2 separate regions of the Mus musculus genome follow, and region 1 is linked to region 2. Evidence: chromatin contacts called from public HiChIP or PLAC-seq data. All regions are on one chromosome and are shown on one strand. The core of a region is the stretch at or near the end of the contact, and the rest is flanking DNA. Distances in the headings are between cores, read along the strand shown. Region 1 holds the start of Unc13c (unc-13 homolog C). Region 2 has its middle 81 kb from the start of Gm27211.

The links. HiChIP or PLAC-seq counts read pairs in DNA pulled down with a chosen protein or histone mark.
Region 1: a contact with region 2 is called in an H3K27ac HiChIP or PLAC-seq map of SST interneurons, with 11 times the contacts expected there. The contact joins the promoter of Unc13c here to the enhancer-like site in region 2. A contact is called at or near these places in 1 of 484 Hi-C or Micro-C datasets (cortical neurons) and 6 of 115 datasets of contacts at active chromatin or transcription factors (SST interneurons, acute myeloid leukemia, craniofacial prominence and 3 more).

The regions. Positions count from the first base shown.
Region 1 is chr9:73,963,905-73,971,301 of GRCm38.p6, reverse strand. It overlaps Unc13c (unc-13 homolog C), which reads left to right and starts at 2,265. Exons shown (of 33, transcript NM_001081153.2): 1 at 2,265-2,808.
Region 2 is chr9:73,269,784-73,276,667 of GRCm38.p6, reverse strand. No RefSeq gene overlaps it. Among named protein-coding and RNA genes, the nearest start is that of Gm27211, 81 kb to the right of the region's middle. Within about 2 kb of position 2,872, at least 19 of the 459 cell types and tissues checked have an H3K27ac peak or open chromatin away from gene starts, as enhancers often do. A contact at or near this core is called in SST interneurons and cortical neurons, where this site is marked.

The DNA of each region.
Region 1 (7,397 bases), core at 1,016-3,515, 700 kb before region 2:
ATCTTCTACTTCCTTCTGCAGGTTTAAACACTGAGCAGCATCATGTCACAACTGGCTGAGGACAGGCATCCTTTGCATTATTCTGGGTGCTGAGTGCTCTTGGCTCGGTGTAACTGCAGCACTTTGGTTTGGTTCTTGTACACAAAGGAAAAGTCATAAGGACAGTTTCCTCCTTCGTGCTGAAGGACATCCTTCGAAACAATGCCTCGTCAAGCTTGGATGAGTAGACATTAAAAAGTCAGGTTTTGCCCTGTCATGCACTGTTAGAGCTCACCAGTTTTCCCTTGTTGCTCTCAAGCGCTTACAGCCGAGGGCAGCAGAGCTTTGTCCTGTGGCCTCTCTGGTGAGTTCCGATGGCGGAGAATACAATGCCCCAGTGTTTGCCCCTTATGCGGTTCATTAGACCTTGAGCAGCTGCTTGTGTCCATTAACAGGCTCTTAAGCAGCAGGTTGGGGAAGCTGTGCCGCTATGAAGCTAACCGTGAGGCTGAGGAGCTAGGAATAGAGAGGGCCACCTGCCAAGATCTGGCATAAATACTGTGTCAAATTGGGGAATATTTGTTTTCAAATCACATAATGTTATTGACTGGTTGTTATAGTTGGTAGGAAGAATACGTATGATGTGTATCTGTGTGTATGTTTACGTGTGTTTGTGTATGTGTGGCTGTGAGTGGGTGTCTGTATCTGTTCGTATGTCAGAGGACAACCTTGGGGGTCATTCCTCAGATGATTTCTGCATTTTGTTTGAGGTAGGGTTTCTCAGTGGTCTGGAACTCCACCAAGTAGATTAGGCCCACTGGCCAGTGAGCTCCAGGTATTCTTCTGTCTCTCCACCTTCTAGCTTGTCATTGATGGGATTAGAAGACTAAACCACCTGTGCAGGCCTTCTGCATGGACTCTAGGCATCTGTGTTCAGGGCCTTAAACTTGCACAGCAACCAACCGTTTTACTGACTGCCATGTCCTCAGCCCTGGAATGGGCCTTTTTATACAAGTTGTATCCAAAACTGTTTAAATGGGCTTCACTGGGTGTGTTCACTGCTGCTGCTGCATCTCACATGTTGATGGGAGTGTCATCTCTAAAATTGACATTCCTATTCCTATCCTTACATGGGCTGAAATAATGGCTTATAAGTCAGATGCACACTTTGTGCATCTGATTCTATCTTAGCCACTAGTTGATAGGATTTCCTGATTGGGAAAATACCATTCAATTATCGCTCGTGTGTGTGTGTGTGTGTGTGTGTGTGTGTGTGTGTGTGCGCGCGCGTGCACCATCCATTCTTGGTATAAAGATGCCAGGGGTGTAAACTTGTATCCCCGTGCTTATATGGTCAATGCTTTATATATATATGGGGAGGGGCTGAACCATATCTCCAGCCCCCATCCTCTCATTTTCTACAAAGCAAAGGAAATAAAATAAGTAAGCCAGAACACCAGATGCAGCTTAAAGCCTACAAATTATTCCCAGACTTGAGCTTCTTTAAGGCTCTATTTTAAGATGCAGTACGTTTTATATTTGTTTCAACAGGAGGGTTAGAGGATTAAAAAATGCTTAATTGATGGAAAGTAGGAGTGGTTACTCCCCCCACCTCCTCTACTCAGCTAAGCTAAAAGGAAAAGCAAGCCCCATTCAATTCTCAGCCAGATCTGGAAGACATTATTGCAGGAGAAAGAAAATCCTTTGAGCATTCATGTTTCTCTATTGCCTACTTTGATAAGTGTATGTGTGTCTAATCCTAATTATTGAGGGATCAACCTTCATATTTACAACTGCTTACAAAAAAAACCCAACAACAACAACCCAACAATAACAACAAAAAACAACCCTGCTGGGAGAGAAGGCCAAGGTATTGCCTCCCTCTTTAAAAAAAAAGGGTTCTGTTAAGGGTATCTTGCCAGACTAGACAGTGGACTTTGTGTGATTCCAAACACAGTCAATAGCATGTGAAATAATAATTATTATTAAATACCATGATTAATTTAATAATTATCTGTTTTACTAATGCAAGTAGCAAAATTGGCCCTATGGTGGTCACCTATGATCCCCACGGCCCCCGCCCCCACCCCTATATCCCCACCTCCCCTACCCAGGGATGAAGGCAACACCTGGCATCCACATCCATTCATTTCCCCAGCAGGAAGCCGTGACCCTGCTAGTGAGGTGTGCTTAAGTCGTGATGACCACACCTGGCAGCAGAGCATCTCTTAGGGATCCGGGCTGAGGAGCCTTCTCTTAGAGTGGCTCTATGCAGCTGGCGCAGCAGAGGGAGCCTGGACTCCAAGGGAGGAGGCTAGGAGCTCAGGTCTCTGCTGCAATCGGAGGATCCCGGGCTGCAGCCGCTGTGTGAAGTTCCCAGCACACACTCCTCGGCTGCTGCTCTGCACTGTCAATTGTGGGTGAGCCAGGACAACAACAAGGAGAGGGATCCCATTTTGCCTTCTTAGAGAAAGGGCTGAGAAATGAGCCGCCCAAGGAATCTGGCAAGGAGAGGAGTGAAAGGCAGATTCCTGCCAGCAGCTAAGTTGTAAAATTGCTTTGGAGGCTACCCAGGGAGCGCGATAGAATTGATAAGAGCAGCGCGCAAGCCGGGTTCCTGAGCAAAGGCATGCCCGGCTGCACTTGAGTCTGGGCGGGCGCAGGAACGCTGCCTGCGCCTCCTGCAACTATCTGTGGCTGGAATAAAGGAAAAGAGCCTAGGAACACAATTGCAAGGGGGATTCCTGGACGGAAAATACATCTACCCTCAAAGGAGGGGAACAACAACCCAGCTGGCCTGTGTGCGTTTTTAGAAGGAGAATCCCTCAGGTATGTTTTCTTTACCTCGCTGAGCTGCTTCATCTGCATGAATCTTAGCCTCTGTCTGTTTCCCACCCCAATGGTTCTTTCTCTCCGCACTTTTGAATCACAGTGCGGTTCTATCCATATAGGGGATACCCCTGTAAAAGCTTGCTTTTCTAGGCTCATAATCAATTATGATTTATTGGAAATCATGGTTTTGAATGCAGCATGATAACTGTTTGCTTAGTTTGCAGTCAACTTTCAGGGGAATTACTGCATAGGAGCAAACAAGGTTGGGCTAAGAGTCGGGGGTTCTCTTCAGTCCCTTAAGGTTTGGGAATGGGTGAAAATGAAAGTCAAAGAGATTTAAAAGTTGGGCGCTTCTAGGAAAGGGTTAAAAGCCAAGCCTGGTGTTGGTGTCACCTAAAGGTGTGCAGCTGAGCCTCAGGTCTGGGGTCAGCTGAGCTTTGGGATGGTTCTGCCTATCCAGAGCTGGACCAGTCCCTTGGGTGATGATCATAAAGATTTACTATTAAGAAGTGAGGTTGCTTGGCTCTGTTTTACAACTGTTCCATGACACAGAAGGAGGCAGTCTTTAAAAAAAAAAAATCCCAACCAAGACCCAGCTACATGAGTAGAACGAACTTCTGCAATTACGTCATCAGCATACTTGTATAATAAAGAGAAAGACCCAGCAAGAGTCATACCTGGGTGAAGTGACAAAGCCGAATTTCATCTTTCCCGTGAGGGCTTTAGAGAACAACATGAAAGAGGTGGGTGGAGAATGTGCAGAACTGTGAGTTTTTAAAAAGCTTCCGTGCTTTGGAGTTCATAAATGAAATGTCCCTAAGGAAAGAATTTTGCCATTTTTGACTCGTCGATACTTTCTTGTGTATATAAAATAGTTTCTAGATCTTCTGCATGTCTATGTGACAGGGTTTTTTTTTTTTTCTAAAGCTTTAGGACATTGACTTTTAATTCCTGTTCTACTTTTTAAAATGATATATTAGCTGCTATAGATTAGAACTAATAGGATTTAAATCAGTTATGCACCTTTGGCCATGCAGAAGATCATCACTCTGTTTTTGTAAAACTTAGCTTTTCTTTCTTTCTTTCTTTCTTTCTTTCTTTCTTTCTTTCTTTCTTTCTTTCTTTCTTTCTTTCTTTTTTTCTTTTTGCCAAGTGGCAGCAGTCTGGAGTACTGAGCTGGGCTTTACACCAAAATGAGGTAATGAGTTGTTACAAAGTCCTTGTTGGGATAGTGGAATGTACTAGAATAGGGTGGATATCTACAAGCAGCTGTTGAGATCACAAGAACAGAAGATAGAGAAAGGGTTTCTCTACGGGAGCAGGAAGCGCAGTGTGTTGCTTGGATTTTGACATGTGCTGTGGTGCAGGTCACCCATCTGTAGATGAGGCATCCTAGCAGAAATGTGATAATAATTTCAGAGCACTGTATAAATGCTTATCTTTAAGAATAATACACTGATGCCAAATTGGGTAAAGAATATCTGAATCTCATAGGCAAGTGAGAACTGATTTTTTTTCCAAACCCAAAAAGTTAATTTGTTTTCAAACTACATGGCATTTGGTTGGGATTTATTTCAGCAGAATCATGGACTTAGATCTGAGGGAGGCGAGGAAGATGCAAGTTTGTTTTCTAAGCAGTTCTTTCCTGTTGGACTTTAATCACAGACATTTTGAAACATCTTCCCAAGAGCTCAGCACCTGGACAAACCAGTGTGAGTGCAGGTGAATCGGAGGTGCGCGTGTGAAATGGGCCCCAAGGAGTCTCTTTCGGTGTACTTCTTCCTAACCACATCAACCAGTTTCTTCCTAGGTCCTATGATACCTCTTAAAGCTGCTCTTCTTTTAGTATCTAGCAATGAGGTATGTGGCAAACAGAAGGAGTTCCTTAAAAGCCCATGGATCATTGCAGACAGGTGCAAGCGTGGAGGTTCTTCTTGCAAAGACCGATTACTCGAAGTACTTTTGCGTAGGATAGGGAGTGATTGATGGTAGGGTCAGTGGAGAAGGAAACACTTGCATGTTTTTGCTCATTTAAGGCCAGCTAGTGTCTTTGAATATCTGTCCAGGAAGTTCCTACACTTTCCCCTCCTCCCTTCTCCTCAGCGATTGTAGTACATACAACTTCTCTGAGCTCTTAGGGGCATGGGACTCCTGCATTTTGTGTTCTCGTTTTAACACCTTTGGCTTCTGGTGTGTATTCTTTCATCCACTTAACATTTACTACACAAGAACTTTCCCCAAATTATTAAAGGCATTGAAATTACCTTGCCACGTGATGATGATATGCGTACAATCCTTGCTTTGAGGGAGGAATTTGGGGAATTGTAAGTGCATGCTAAATTTGTTTCTAGAATATACCTTTACAGATCTAAAGCTATTGTTTAACTGTATTGTAGCTGCCACCCAGTATCAACTTACTTAGTCATGTACATTTAGAACACTATCACTCAAGTGCTAATTGCAAACCCAAAAGATTGGATTGGTATCTTTTGCTATTGTTAGAAATCATTTCTGGGCCCACAGTTATCTGTGTTTGGATAATAAAGGCTTTAATTCCTTTCCAGCTGTTTTTAAAGGAGGTTTATTAATAGCCCTCTCAGCCTGTAGCTTTGGAGCCTGCAGAAGACTGAATACCTGGTGTTGGAATCACCAGAGATAACAAATACCACAGCAGTGTTTGTTCTGCTTCCGGCCTTTTAAAAAAAGAGTTAGAAGGAGCCAAGGAGATGGCTCTGCAGGTACAAGTGCTTGCCAACAAGCCTGAGGACTCGAGTTTGACCCCTGGGATCCACGTGATAGAAGGAATGGGCTGATTCCCATAAGTTGTCCTCTAAACTCTAGGACCGTGCCATGGTACGCACAAGCTTCCCCACCACAAATAAATATAATAAAAGGTGTTACATAAAACTTGTGAGGAAGACAGGAGAAGTTCTCCTAACGTCTTGAGCAGAAGTTTCCCAGAGGAAATGTAGTCATTCTGAGGACACATGGCATGATGCCTTTGCTACTCGTAAGGCTGGAAGTGTGCCAAGTGACATACACACTCCCGCCTCTTTGCATATTTTAGTTATGGTGTACCCGTTAGCCTCTGCATGCCAAAATTATTATAACCTGCATGCAGGACAGGTTTTATACTGTTCTTCCTCCACAGAGAGTTAAGAATATTTTGTAAAAATAAATACCGGTTTCTAAGATCAACTCAGCACGATAAATCATAGCTAAGGCTTTTCTGTTTAAAGGTAATCACGCGGTGTGAGTTGCCTTCTCAAACAACTTCTTTCCCCTGAGAACTCTGAGGTCCCACCCTGGCCATCTCCACTTCACACAGTCAGTCTCAGCCACCTCCCATCCTGTTCTTGGTAAAACAACTTATTTCTTAGCATTTAGAATCGTAGAATCTGGGTGCAATCTGTCTTTTTTTTTTTTTTATAGAAAAAGTGTTTTGCATGAAAATATTTTGCTTAACATATTTCATAACTAGAGACAATATTCTTTATGAATAGCTTTCCCAGACACATGCAACACACACACACACACACACACACACACACACACACACACATACATGAGACAGACGAGTACAAGTGTTGGCATAGGTGACTCTGTGTGTGTATGTATATGTGTCTGTGTGAAATTTTATTCAATATTTATTTACATGTATATTTGTACCTACTTGTTTCTAAGTGTGCCACATGCATGCAAGAACAGGACATAAAAAGGCATCAGATCCCCTGGAACTGAAGTTGTAGGCAGTTGTGGATCCCGGGAGCTGAACTTGAGTCCTTTGCAAGAGCAGTAAGTGCTCTTAGCTCAGAGCCTTTTCTGCAGCTCCAGCTCTATTGTTTTATGTGTAAGAGAAGCTGATAGCTTAGGTGTGGTCAGTGAAGGCAGTTTCCAAGAGGGAATACTGTGGACACAGCCTTGGGGATGCTGGTAGAGGGTCAGATGTGTTCTGAACCATGCCATTATTAACTGGCACATAATTTTTAAAAACTGAAAAAAAATTGTGTGATTTATCAATGAAACCTCTTAGGTAGCAGTTTCAAGGGAGGCATTCCTGGATAACTAATGCCACACATCAACAGGAGTCCAGCAGGAAACAGCAATATGTACTATAAACATCTTGGCTCAGTTTTTCACGAGCTAGGTAATTTTCGGGCATTGTTTTCCTTTTTGTCCTTTCCTATCTGTGAATCTGTCTGGATATCTGCTTCAGAAAGTCACTTCTAGTTGCACAGGTCAGGCATTTTGTAAGGTCACTATTGTTTGGGCTTTGTAAGATGGACTCCATTGGAGAGGTAGCTGTGGTGTTTATTGGATATGGTTTGATTTCCCAAGTAGGCTGGAAAATGTATAACTAGTCTGTGTTTGTCTGAAGGAGTAAGGAAGCAGTATTCTTCCACTTTGCTTTCAAACTATTTTCCTTCAAACAATAAGGCATATATATATATATATATATATATATATATATATATATATGCATCCAAGGAGTTGGCACCCAAGGAGGATGGCTTTAGTAATCCAACAAATACCACCAAAATCTACATGTGCTCAGCCCCCTCATGTAAAATGCTGTTGTATTTTCA
Region 2 (6,884 bases), core at 1,623-4,122:
CTGACCATGAAGAACGATCTCGTCAGTGTTACTAAGCCTGAAGACATTTGGAGCTAAGGTGTGGGTGTGAGGCAAACTCCCCTGGAGCTCCTGTAACTCAAGCTCATCCCAAGGTAAATGGTGCACACTACCTTCCAGTTTTTCAAGTGGCATTTATGAATCAACTTTTAAAACACACTATATTAGAAATGAAAATTTTACTTCCAGAAGCCTGCAATATCCTAAATGGGTGTTGTCCTCCAAAAATAGCAAACTTGGGATAGCTTGGCAGGATGGTCTCAAATACAAAAACAATCTAATAGATAATATAATTGGGGTGGGTTTTGATGTTTTGCTTTGTAAAGCACAGCAGTACAGTGAAGGGTAGACACGGTTTCAATTACATGCTAGCAGCCAGCAGCCTTAGCCTGGGGGACCACCCTGCCTTTTTATTGACTTTTTTTTTCAAAACTACATGTTTTGGGGTGAAGGGTGCTCTCTCTTAAATGCCATGTGGAAGGCATAGCAAAGGTTCACACTTATTTTCCCAGCTATTCTGGACTGTATTGTCTCCCAACATAATAGGTTGGAGGGCCATTAGGACGAATGTGGTCCTGCTGGCAGCCTCATTTTCAAAGTCTTCAGATCCATGAGAGAATAAATAACTGTCTAAAGCTACTGAGCTCTCAGCCACAACAGCCACAGAGTAGCTCGGGCTGTGCCACTCTCTGTAGATTGGCAGGATCTCCTGCATGCCTTGGAACTGAGAGCAAATGAAGAGTGTATTTCTAATAAAACCCCTGCAGGCAGCTACCTAATCATTAATATCCTCCCTCTGGAAGGTTCTCTGAAAGCCATCTGTCTCCGCTGAATCATTTTAACCATTCCTCTGTTGTTTGGAACTCATTGCAAAGTGAGAAAGGCTGCCTCCTTTTTGTTAATCTGATTTGGGTTTTAGCACAAAACAGAACTGAAATGTATCTTAGGTACATGAGATCCAAAAAACCAGAAGGGAGCTCCCAAGGCCCCTTCACTCCCTCTTAAAATACAGAAGGACCGTTACCCACAGTGCTCCTCAGCCCTCTGCTGGCTCCTCTCTTCTCCAAGTCCTCTAACAGAGCACCCAAGTTCAGGAAGCAGCACCCAGGTTGGACAGTTCATAACCTTGTGTAACTCGAGACTCCGTGGGATCCAACACCCCTTGCAGTCATGTGCAAATACACACACACACACACACAGAGAGAGAGAGAGAGAGAGAGAGGAGAAAGAGAGAGATGCAGAGACAGATTCAGAGACACAGAGAATTAAAAGTGAAAATGTTAAAACCCAGCAATAGGTTACATTCCAGCATTCTCATCATAATATATAAAGATTAGGCCTGTGCCATTTTATGGATTGTAGACAGCCATTCCTGCCCCTTTATTCTGTGTTAACCGCACTCCCTGATTGTTAAGACTGGTCACTGAGGCTGCAGAGACAGCTCCATGTAAAAAGTCCAGGACACAGCAGGATAACCTGAATCGAGTTCCCAGAAGCCGTGTAAACCAGGCCTGGTGACACATGCTTGTAATACCACTGCTGGGGCAGTGGGTGACATGAAAATCCCTGGAGCTCCCTGCCAATCCACCAACTCCAGGTTCAAGGAGAGACTTCAGCTTGAAGACTAAGGTGGAGCCAGGTATGGGGGCACACGCCTTAGAAGCAGATGATCTTAAGAAGGAGACAGAGGCAGGCAGGAAATGTGGGATAATGACCGCTGTCCACACTTGGAAGCTTTTGCTGAAAGGGAAGCTGGCAAGATCCAGAAGTAGTTAGAAAGGTCAGCAGAATTCAAGAGAGAAGGCTAGTCCCCAAGGCCAGTTTTTCAGTGAGGGGACAGAGTTTAGAAGCTGCAAAGCATCTGTCTTAGTTTACATCCTGTTGCTGTGATAAACACCATGACCAAACAACTTGGGGAGAAAAGGGTTTGTTTGGCTTGCATGTCTCATTGCAATCCATCATTGCAGGAAGCGAGGCAGAAACTCAACCAGGAGCAGAGAAAGGAACCAATGGGAGCACTGCTCACTGGCTTGCTCGGCAGGCTTCCTTTAGCTGCCCCTAGGACCACGCATGTGAAGCCTACAGCAGGAGAGCGCTGTACCCAAGGTGCTTACCCGCCAGTCAGCTGCTGAAATCTGAGGGATGATCAAACATGGCAGCAAAGATTGTAGCTCCTCAGAACCCAGCCTGTTTTAAAAGCTTGTCTCCTCAGCTTTTCTCTAAAATCCTCTAACTTCAAATTCAGGATTCATTTGCTGAAGCCGTTCACACACACACTCACCGGCAACCCTAGCCTGTGGCACCAGGCAAGGCTGTTTCTTGGGAATTGAGTAGAGAGGAAAAAGGCAATGTTCTGCCCCCAATATGTCTATAATTTGACAAGTCAATTTTTCTCCCTCTGCTTTTTCATCTGTCAAATTTGCAGAATAATTATCATATGTAAGACAAACCAACATATCTGTGTAACGCGCACAGACATTTTTGTAACTATTCATTCTCTCTCGTGTTGATATGCGCTCAGTCATGCTCCTTGAGTGACGTGTGTGTCACGCTGCGGTTCCATGTTGCGCTAGATGCCACATCCTTCAGGAAAGAAAGCAATCACTCAAAGCCACACCCCCATCCCGGTGGGTGCAGGGGATGAATGGTTTCTTCAGAGGTGGCTCAAGCCAGTGGGTATTCGAAACATAAAGTTCGGAGTGCATGGCTCACACACCACTGCAGATGAAGTTGGAAAGCCAGCCAGGGTGCAGCTTCCCTCCTAGTAAACAGCCTCTCCTCTGCTCTCATCCCACATCCATTTGCATTGCTAAGCAACTCCACAGAGCCCCACTGCTATTTCTGGTTCTGGGTTGATAGTCACAGACACCTACAAGGCTACCTCCCACATGCCACGTTATCTTTAGGTTTCTCTTGTGAGCAGTCATAGGCATGACCAAGTCACAAGAACAATGCTTCATATTCATACAAAAATTGTCACCAACAAACTTCATCACAGAATTTTGTGACTCCTCAAACTATCCCATGAAGTGGCCTCTGACACTGTCACCGTATGGGGAACGGGTCCCCCTAAGGATGGACACCTGAGGAAGGGAGACTCAAAGCAAATACCACTTCCAAGTTTCCCATCCCTAGCCAGTCAGCTTTGCTGCAATAGTGTGCCTCAGTTCATTTATTCATAAAATTTGACGGATGTTTGACTTGACTGTCTGTATTCTGAATCTACAGTTGTGTGTGGGCCTGTGAACTTGTGTGTGTGCAGCCACACATACATACATGTGGCACAAGAGAATAGCCTTGGATGTCATTCCTCAAGTACCATCCAATGTTTTTCTTGACATGAGATACCTCACTAGGAACTGGGGCTTACCGACTCAGCCACTAGCCAATGAACCCCAAGAATCTGCCTGTCTCTCCCTCTCTAACATGGGATTACATGCATACACCATGCATACACCATGCATACACCATGCATACACCATGCATACACCATGCATACACCATGCATACACCATGCATACACTATGCATACACTATGCATACACCATGCATCTGGCTTTCACATGGGTTCTGGTGCTTAAACTTGGGCCCTAACATAATAAACAAAGGTAAACACTTTACTGACAGAGCCATCTCCCCAGAGGTGACTTCATACTTTTTATGGTACTGAACACTTTGTACCCCATGAAGAATTTTAATTTCCTTGCCTCCTAGTGACTCATAGCCTCCTTGTAACTAATTTGGAAAATGGAAGCAAAGAGAAATTTGTACTAGAAAGACAGATTAACATAAGTAGAAAGTCAGGGAGATAACATTATTCAGAGAGGCCCTGGAAAATTCCACAGCAGCCAAGAAGAAGATATCCTTGATTCAAAGCTTTTATTGTGTCTGTCGCCCCCACCTTTCTGGTAACCTCCCTACATGATTCCTGAGTGTATGCAGAAGCTGCTACAAAGGCTACTCACAGTATCTAGATGTCTAAAGAGATCAAGCAGTAAGGAACGGTGCATTGCTTTTATGACTCTTAAAAATGCTCTCCACAGGGCCAGAGAGACAGCCGTGCTGTTAAGGAACCTGGGTTCAATTCCCAGCATGCTCGTGGTGGCTCCCAACTGTCTGTAATTCCAGTCCCAGGAGATATGATGACCTATTGTGGCCTTGACATGCACTGCATTCACATGGTACACATCGACGCACACAGGCAAACCATCCAGAAACATAAAATAAAAACATTTAAATGTAAAGTGAGAGAGAGAGAGACAAAGAGAGAGAGAGAGATCTGTGAGGAATCTTCCAGAAAAGAAAAGGCGCTGTGATTTCACATACACAAAAGGAATTTAGCCTGGAGACCAGAGCAAAAGATTCCCCTTGGAAGTGGCTTGCAGGGACTGTGAAGGAGCGAGCAACCCGGTCCAAGCCAGCAAGTAGATACAGAAAAGCAGAAAGAGGCTCCACTCCCACACATTGGCAACCTTTCTAGTTTGTATATAGGTTAATACTTTTGTTTATCCCTTGCCTTTCTTTAAACAACAGCAACAACAACAACAACAAAATGATCTAAGGCCACTCATGGAAAGGGATTCGAGGGAGCAAACGGAAGGAAACTCTCAACAGGAAAAGCTGCAGGTTGTTGTTGTTGCTGTTGTTGTTGTTTTTTTGTTTTGTTTTTTTTTTGTTTGTTTGTTTTTGTCTGTTTTTAATATGGGTCATCCTCTATGAAACAGCCAATTGTTTACACAAGACACTTGACATCTGACTCCAGCACCAGTGAACCTGAAGCTGTCAGCTCTGGAGCTATAGACTTGACTCAGGAGAACTCTCTTCAGGCCACTGAGGCCTCTAGCTCAGGTCCCAGCATCCCAGCCTTTCCCTTCCCTGGCACATTCCAAAATCACAAGATCACAAACTAAGACTGACCCTCAGGCAATCATGAGACAGAACTTATAGTGATGGTGCACATGACTTCTGCAGTCGTGAAAAGCCTCCCAACCCCAAATCTAAGAACAAGAAGAATGTATGGCAGACCAGCACCCAATGGTTGGGCCTGGACTGCTGTGTGTACCCCATCAGAAAAGCTGCAGTTTTAAGAACAGTTATCCATCCTGTCTGTACATCCAGGAGGCCCTTCCATTTTTGGGTGTCCTCCTCAGTTTCCTTTATCAGGGTTTTGTAATTTTCAACTTCAGAGGTCATAAAGACTAGTGGAGGAAAAAAAAAAGAATCTCCAGAAATAACACTGTACATTACAGCCAACTCACTTCCAACCAACTTGCCAAAAACATATATTAAATAAAGGACAATCTCTTCAAAATTTACTGCCAGGAAAACTAAATATTCATATGACAAGAAAGAAATTTGACCCTATCTTCCACTCCATTAAAAAACAAACAAACAAACATTAACTCAAGGGGCTGGAGAGATGGCTAAGAAGTTAGGCACACTAGCCGCTCTTGAAGAGGAACCAGGCTGGGTTCCTAGCACCCATATGGTGGTGCACAACCTCCTGTAACTCCAGTTTCAGGAGATTTGATGCCCTCATTTAGCCTCTGTCAGCTATGCACTGCTCACACACACACACACACACACACCTCTCTCTCTCTCTCTCTCTCTCTCTCTCTCTCTCTCTCTCACACACCCACACACACACACACACACACACACACACACACCCCTGAATAAGTTTTTAAAGACTTAAAATGAGCCAGGTGTGGTGGCGCACGCCTTTAATCCCAGCACTCGGGAGGCAGAGGCAGGCAGATTTCTGAGTTCGAGGCCAGCCTGGTCTACAAAGTGAGTTCCAGAGAAACCCTGTCTCGAAAAAACACACACACAAAAGACTTAAAATGTATTATTACACATTCCAGATCTAAAATTATCAAACTAATAGAAGACACTTAATGATCCACTTCAAACTTTAGTGCAGGCAGTGGGCAGTGGATTTTTTACAAGAGTGCAAAAGGAACATAGTGCTGTGGGTCTACATACTAGGGGAGGAGCTCAAAGCTCTGGATATGCTTCTTAGAGGGAGGAGCACAATTGCCATAATTGAGCCATTGCTCCCCCGGGACATCTGAGGGAGGGGAGCTGTAACCCCAGCCTTCCCTGGAGCCGCTGTGTCTCCTGGGGAGACTGCCTACACTCATCTATTCTAGGCCTAACTCCCAAAGGCACCTTTGTTTCCAACCCTGTCATCTTGCCACCACTTCTTGGCAGCCGGAACCTTCCAGCTTAGGGTACACTGAGTGGTTTTATATTTAATTCCACTCTCAGCCGAGTGATGGATGACGACAGGTGCCTTGGCAAGTGGCTGTGTCAGGTGTGATCATAAACATCTTATCTTTATTCATCAGCCAAGAACCTCTTCCAGGGTTTCCTGACATGGTCAAGGTCAAGAAGTCTGTTCTTGGTGTGTTGGAGACATCTATTGTAGCTCTGAGCTGTGGCTCCACTCTAGTCTATAAGCCTCAGAAACATGTAGTTTCAAGTAAGGAGGAGACAGAAGAAGGGGGAAGTGGCAGGAGACTGAATGATGCTCTCGTATTTGAAAGCTTTTGGTGAAAGAGAAGCTGTCAAGATCCAGAAGTAGCTAGAAAGGTCAGCAGAATTCAAGAGAGAAGGCAAATCCACAAGGCAAGTATTTCAGTGAGGCATCAGAGTTTAGAAGCGCCAAGACATCTGTCTTAGTTTACATCCTGTTGCTGTGATAAACACCATGACCAAAACAACTTGGGGAGAAAAGGGTTTGTTTGGCTTGCATGTCTCATTGCAATCCATCATTGCAGGAAGCGAGGCAGAAACTCAACCAGGAACAGAGAAAGGAACCAATGAGGACACTGCTCACTGACTTGCTCAGCAGGCTTTCCTAT